Regions from separate parts of the Lactuca sativa genome. Here region 1 is linked to region 2. Evidence: chromatin contacts called from public Hi-C data. All regions are on one chromosome and are shown on one strand. The core of a region is the stretch at or near the end of the contact, and the rest is flanking DNA. Distances in the headings are between cores, read along the strand shown. Region 1 holds the start of LOC111889387 (TGACG-sequence-specific DNA-binding protein TGA-2.1). Region 2 holds the start of LOC111889434 (nudix hydrolase 16, mitochondrial).

The links. Hi-C and Micro-C count contacts between places; a contact is called where the count stands out from the background.
Region 1: a contact with region 2 is called in a Hi-C map of leaf, with 7 times the contacts expected there. The contact joins the promoter of LOC111889387 here to the promoter of LOC111889434 in region 2. A contact is called at or near these places in 2 of 4 Hi-C or Micro-C datasets (both in leaf).

The regions. Positions count from the first base shown.
Region 1 is chr5:321,980,858-321,984,516 of Lsat_Salinas_v11, reverse strand. It overlaps LOC111889387 (TGACG-sequence-specific DNA-binding protein TGA-2.1), which reads right to left and starts at 2,267. Exons shown (of 12, transcript XM_023885530.3): 1 at 2,110-2,267; 2 at 1,776-1,883; 3 at 1,431-1,510; 4 at 1,258-1,325; 5 at 951-1,067; 6 at 789-866; 7 at 660-719; 8 at 466-543; 9 at 159-201. The coding sequence starts at 1,873.
Region 2 is chr5:321,711,381-321,715,322 of Lsat_Salinas_v11, reverse strand. LOC111889434 (nudix hydrolase 16, mitochondrial) reads right to left here and starts at 1,638. Exons shown (of 4, transcript XM_023885581.3): 1 at 954-1,638; 2 at 305-419; 3 at 139-222; 4 at 1-5. The coding sequence starts at 1,024.

The sequences.
Region 1 (3,659 bases), core at 1,018-3,517, 270 kb before region 2:
TTTTCAAAGTATGAACTCCTAATAAGAAATAATTTCTTAATAAGAATTTTATTTGAGTTTCATTTAACCCCTTTTAGGTTATGAAAAGTAGATGCTACTTCTTGTATGCATGTTATAGGTATACAAGAAACCGAAAGATTTATACATAACATTACCACCATTTGGTTGCGTTTGATCACTTGAATTAGAAATCACAACACCCTACAAAAGTAAAAAATAAAAAAATAGAAAAAAAAAGTCAAAAATTGGTGAAGATTTATCGAAATCACATAAGTCAATAGAAGCCGGCTTAATGGGCTCAATACGAAATTACTTGATGAAAAAAGAACGACTTAATAGACAGTTGATCAAAAGAGGCTTTCCCATTAAGTCCTAACTTTTTTCAAAATTTGCTCACATTTGTTTTTTTTCCTTCAACTTTTATTAAATATTCTTTAAGCATTATTTACAAATTTGCCCTCATACCTGCTTTCGAGCTCGTTGGACCTCTTGCTCTAGTTGAGTTAGCTTCAATCGACTATTTTCCAATTGTTGCACATATGCCTACACAGTAAAACCCAAAAAGAAAAAGAAAAAAATATTTAATTTCACTTTAAGGTCTCCTTTTCATTCATGGTACCTTTTTTTTTTTTTGTCAAAATTTAAACCAATTATTTTACCTTTTTCCTCAACCTGCTCTTTCTGGCTGCCTCACGATTCTGAGCTAATCGCCTTAATGTCTATAAATTTAATACAAAAAGTTAGAAAAAAAAATTTAATAAAAGAATAACATACAAAAAAAAAAAAACCTTTTGTTCTGGAAATTTTTCTTTTTGTTTGTCACTAGAACCAGAAGCCATAAACGGATTAGATGGAACAATATCAAACTGCATTCAAGATAAAAAAAGTAAAAAACATAAATCATAATTGAATTCCAATTTGTATAAAATATAAGTATTTGTTTTTATTACGCTTTGATTGTTGTCATCAGGGTCCATTTCAGTGGAAGTATCTGTGTGTGGGCTTCCATCTCCCATAATATTAGATTCTAACCAGGCCTCACGATTACTATTTTGCCCTTGTAACATCTGAAACACAACACATATTGTAATTAGCATCAAACTCCATAACATATGATGATGCTATAACAAAGTAACCAATAAACATACATTGTTGTTTCTTGCGTTTAACTCTTTTAATTAAAGAATATAGTTGTAACAATAAATACAAAAGTTAAACATAAAAGTGAAATCATATGATCAAAACATCTAAAATCACCTTATCATATGTAGCAAACTGGAGATCAGAGTGGACAGATTGATCGATCAATGCTGTGGAGTTGTAAACTTAAGAACAAGAAAAACAATGGAAAAGTTTCATTTGCAGATTCACTTCACGAAAAAAAAAAACGAAAAAATAAAATAACATTATAATTTAAAAATTATAATCACCTCCACGCAATCCAAGCGACTGTTCAGGCGACCCGAAATTAGAAACTCGGGAGGATTGACCAGCGTTACTCTCTACACCACTGATTACATATAAAAAATATTCAACTCAATTACTCATTTACTCAATCACATGACAATATATTTGAAAAGTAACATATCATCAATCAAGATTATAATTGATGTGAAAAAAAAAAGATTGAAAAAAGGCGCTATCAAACTACTTACTTTAACCTTTCTTTTTTTTTCACTTTCAATAGTTGGGTCTGATTTATAAAGATTAATCAAAAACTACACAAACACTTTATTATTTTTACGAAGATTAGAAGCAAATAGAGAAGAGATTACTTCGAATTGGAGATGGGTATCTGAGAAACAAAGCTAGGCATCGAAGCACCAACACTAGTATTAGCTTTTCCACCAACCTTGAAGCTTTTGCTACCCATAAATCATCATCTTGATAAAACAATCCACAGAGAACATTTTCCCAGAATTCAGAAAATAAAGGGATGACAAAAAAACCCAATTCCACTCAATAAAGAACAGAAAAAATGAAAACTTTATGCTTTAAAGCATTAAAGAACAACACCCACAAAAATTACACTTATTTTGATCCATTAAAACCTCAAAAGATACTAAATTTACTTCAAATCGATTACACAACAAGTCTCAAGAACATTACCTCAATCCCTAGTTCAAAACGGAGACATAATTCGAAGATTTCAGGAAGCAAAATGGATCTTGTTGACTTGCGGGGTCATGTGCTATTTAAACCGAGCAGACTTTTTTTATTTATTGAAATATGTATTTGTGTGAAAATCAAGCAGCCCCACTAACAATTTTTCAGCATCTTTCGTATTTTTCGAATAAAATATGTTTGTTTTGTTAGCATTCGTCACACCCACCGATGCTTTCAATGTTTTAATATCACACTTCTTGGGACCAAAATCAAGACACGTAGTATAAAAAGGGGTAATCATATAATAAACAAAACATTTACTTTATTAATGTTTATTTTGATTTAGAATCATTAAATTTATATTAGAATATTTACATTGGTTTTTCAACTAATTAAGGCTAAAACAGACAAATTTTGAAGAAAAATACGATTGTTATTGGTGTAAAACAAGCATTTTATGAAAAATATCTTTTTGGAAAAGTATATTATAAACTCAAAAATTTTAAAGTGTTTGTATTATATTTTAAAGAGCTGGAGTATATGATATAACACTTGACCACTTTGGAAGTTGGAAGCAAGAGGGTGGAAAGTGAGGCTTATGACGTTTAGACCATTCAAAGTCTTTTGCAATTATTCAAAGCCACTAATTATTTTTTTACTCTCTTTTCGTGTATATCTTTCTTTAATTATTCGGAATCATGCTTACGTATTTTGTTTTTTAAAAGTACAAAAACTTCATAAATGGTACATGTGGTTTCTAAAAAGATCGATTTCAGTACTTAATTTTTTCGGAAACGCAACCTCACCCCTCTTGCGATTCTCTTCCTGCTCTTCGTTTTCTCCCCTTTCTCAGTTATATTGTATTTGTATTGCAGGTGTAAAGTTGTATTGACTATACATGGGAGTGTTTTCTGGACCTGATCTTCTGATTAATGCAGAAAAATAGAGTCCATTTGAGTTGCACGATAGGTGTTTGATAAAATGCTTAAGAGAAATTTATGGGTTGTTTTGATGGTGGTGGTCTTGGTGTGTAGTATTTTAGTAACTGATTTGAATTTTAGTATGATGTTCTAGAGCTCATTTGTTAATTACCTCGTTTCTTTCCAGAAAATTGAACATGGAGTTGCAGGTTTTGGATATAAAAGTAAATTTGAATGTTATTATGCTATTGTGAGATGGTTTTTGGATGTAAAAATAAATCAACTACTGATGATGATGATGATGGATAATACCGTTGTTGTAATGCAGCAGCAGCGGAAGCCTTCTTCCTGTCTTTCTCTCCAATTTCTTCATCTAAAATCATCCCCCATCAATCTGTATAACAGCATCGCAAACATCTTTGCTCGATCTCTAATGGAGTCTATACCAATTACCAAGTTCATCAGCAAACTCGCACTTATTAATAAAACTATTGGATTTATCTGGTTTGTGACGTAGGGTAAGTAACAAATGAGCTCTCTCCAACTCCGATCTGGAACAACCTGATCAAAGAATGGTAATCTACAGTCCCTGTTTCCCTGAAGCAATCTTCTGCTTCAGTTCTTGACTCTTGG
Region 2 (3,942 bases), core at 389-2,888:
AAATGCTGTTGATAATGTCATAAAAGATACAATAGTTAACATTATTTTCAAATATATTATTGTGATACTAATATATAAAAACAAAGGAGATGCCTAAAAAAACTGATAAATAACATGAGTGAGCATTCTTAAACTGACCATTAATTCCCCTCGAACTCCAGCCTCTTCCAATGCTTCACGTGCAGCTGCCTCCTCAACAGTTTCATCGTTTTCCCATCCACCCTAATAATAATACACAATTCCAAAACATAAAATCAAACACAAAATGACCAATAACTAAAATGGAGTTGTTTGTAATTTGTACCTTTGGGAACAAAAGACCAGGTCCACTTGTAGAGTTGATCATTAGTACCTCCAAAATCTTCTCAGATTTGCTACCATTACTGCCTTCAGAGTACCGAAACCTGAAGGGAATGCACCTAATCATAATCATAAAGAAAGTTACTTTGAGAACTATTGAAACTCATATATCAACATTTTATCTCTTACTAAATGAACTGCAGATGCCAAAATGGATAGTTACAAGCTTGTTGTTGTGTTGCTCATTTGTTAACAATTACCACAGAAGCTAATTTACAGAACAAGGAGAAACTCGGGGAAGTGAATACTTCATATGCAATAGCTGCCTATAGCGTCTTAAACTCCCTACTGGAGTTGAATAGTAGAACAGAAAGCAAGATTCAAGAAGATAACAGAAAGCATTGAATGAAGAATTACGCAATTTAACAGAAATCCTGGATTACACTGACAGATGTATGAATAACTCAACAACAAGCAGAAATCGAGAATAACCTATCTAAATTTGGGGAAAGAGAATGCAGGTGCTTCTTATAAACAAGCTTAAAGATTGAAATAGTTAGGGGAATATTCTGGATTTGATATTAAACAAAGGCAAATGGGAAATTTTATAAATTAAAACACGAAGAGGAACAAGAAAGGGGAGAACAGTATACCCGGCGATGAGACGGCAACCGGCCTCATAACGCTGCTGATGACGACCAGTGCGGGCCACCAATTCAGACATTTCACTATCAATACATATACCTAAACAGTTTAATCCCTAACAATGCCCTTTTATCATCTCTCTCTTTCTCTTTGTGTCTGCTATTATACCCTTCTTGGGGAATCGAACAAAGACAAAACACCACTCACAAAAAAAAAAAAAAAAAACTTGTTTTTCAGAGCTCCTTTTCCGGACGAATCCAACCCTGTTTTCAGCAGCAAAAAGATTCTGATTCCTTCCCAATGCGTGTCGCCCAACCTCACCTCCTTCTCAATGCCATCAATCCCTTTTGATTCTTTGATTTCTATTGCTTATTTTACTGGAAACAAAAAGAAGAATAAAGAGAGAAAAGAAAAAAAGAGGGATTGAAGAGATGAGAGAGAAAGGGGAAAAAGGAGAAAGGAGAAAGGAGAAAAGTGGGGAAAGGGGTAGGCGCACGGATCGGAGATTTTGTGTGTTTGGATCGGAAGGAAGGTGTCAAGTTGGGGGGACGCAACAGGGTCGGTTACATATATAGAGTGTTAATGAATCTAAAATCTTGACAAAGAACAAATTGTGACTCAAAATATCAAGATTCCATCCCATGCAAACCATGGAAGATTATCTGCAGCGTTTGGTAGCTCCACTCTATTTCCTATGCTTTGATTTTGGATTTTATTCAAGCGATATATCTCACTTTTTGGTATTATTAGAAAATGTATTATTTTGCCAATAACAAAAATCATTTTTGTGGTCAGTTGCATGTTTGGTCTTTAAATTTATTTTTTCTGCTGACTGAAAAAACGCTGACTGAGAAAGATTTGTCTGGATAAGAAATTCTGATTGAGTAAGAAATTATGTTGTTTGATTGTTAATCTGACTGCATATGCTTACTGATGAAAATGACCATTTTACCCTTTCAACAATAATAAGCAAAGGGATGAATTCATCGAGAACATAACCAGCAAAATCAATAAACATATAAATTTATCAACATCATTAGCAAATGATCATATGAACAACAAACATGAACTGAACAACAAACATGAACTGAACAACAACCAAATCAATTGCAAATTCTGAACATTTATCAATCTCAACAACAAAAGTCAAAAGTTCAACAGGAAAAAAAAAACATTCAACAACAATAGAACCTCATAAAACCTCACTTTTGAAGCCATATTTCAATCATCAATAATTTTTCACCCTAGATTACAACTTTGTTCATGATTTCCAAAAGGGCAATATTGTCAATATCCATCACCATTGAATTCAAGACAACTCCAGGGAAGCATTGTACATAGCAATGCATTTTGTAATGAGATCATTAAATTCAATTTAACGTTTGAATACCAATCTTCCAATCTTCAATCCACTTTCATAAGTCCCCATGACACAACTCACGCCAACTGTTATGACTGCAACCACCAAAACACACGCACATAACAAACACCAACCATTGACCCTGCTACACACAGCTATAATTTCAAGCATTTTCAATAAACAACCCAATAAAAAGTGAGTTTACCAAGCAACACATAAGCCCCACAATAAGAACAAGAATCTTGAAATTGTTCAATCAAATGCTCCAATCTTTCTGTGTCTTCATGAACTTTACAAACCCAAATCAAAGTTCTGAACATTACAGAATCTGGTTTGATTGGCATGAATTTTACAAACTTTTGGGCTTCTTGTAGTTGTCCAGATCGAGCAAATAACTTTTGGGCATCGATTTCAAGATTCTTCATATTCTCAAACAATTCCAAAGCTTCTTTGCATAGTCCAGGGATTGAAAGTCCTGATATCATTGTTGTCCAAACATAAACATCTTTATTATCTGCTTCATTGAAGATTCTCATTGCACTATCTATGCACCCACATTTTGAATACATGTCAATAAGAGTAGTAACAAGTTCTTTTCAACAGGTTACCTTAAAGATTAACAAAGTAGTTTACTTTTATGCCAACACTCAAAGGTCCAGTATAAAATTCAGGTATGTATGAATCTAACAGCAAAATCAAGTGAACATCAAACATTCAAGAGCAAAAAATCGAAAATTTTAGAGAAAGAATGGCAAAAATCGAAACTTTTAAAGATAAAATCGGAACTTTAGACATAAAATCAGAACTTAACAGCAGAACGTACCTGATTAGATGAAGAATGAGCTTCGATCGGTGGCTGGAAGATGAAGGATGGGTTGCTGGTCACGGGAGAAAGAAAACAACTGCGGGAAGAGAAGAAGAAAGGAGGCGCTGGAAGATACATTAGGGCAATGGGTACGATTGGAATTTTTTTCCCTTTCTCAGTCAGTTGACATCCAAGTTCTTCCCCAATCAGATGTTTATTTCCCGCTCAGACGCGCAATATATGTTTATCAAACACCTTTGGCTGACCGAGTCAGCCAAAAAGGTCTGAGTCGACTCGGTCAGACCAATATCAAACGGGCCCTAAGTCATTCCTAATGTATTGTTTTGTTGTGTTCTTCGATTCTGACCAACTTGAAATTACATTTTTGCCCTTTTTGATTTTTTTATTTAGTTTTATTATTGGTTTATATTTATTTAATAAAACAAATTAAAATGGTCCGCTTCACAACCCCCTCCCACACTCCTCTTCTAAACCTTCTCACCATAGAAAACCCTAAAACACTATCCACCACCATCTTAACCCATTATGTTCGACCGTCTTCAGGAAAACACCTCCTACCAATGAAAAAAACCATCACCCACACCTTTGACCCTAACCTAAAACTTAAATTGAATATCCCACCCTTCTTTTTTCTTAGTTTCCATTATCAACTTTGGCGAGACCATAACGTCGTTGAACACTACACGACATCACCATCGTCGTTGTGAAGCCACCACAACCACCATCATATTCAAATATGTTGCCACTGCCACCGGAAGCCACCACCATCACCATCGGATTCAGATCAACTGTCACTGCACCCAGAAGCCAC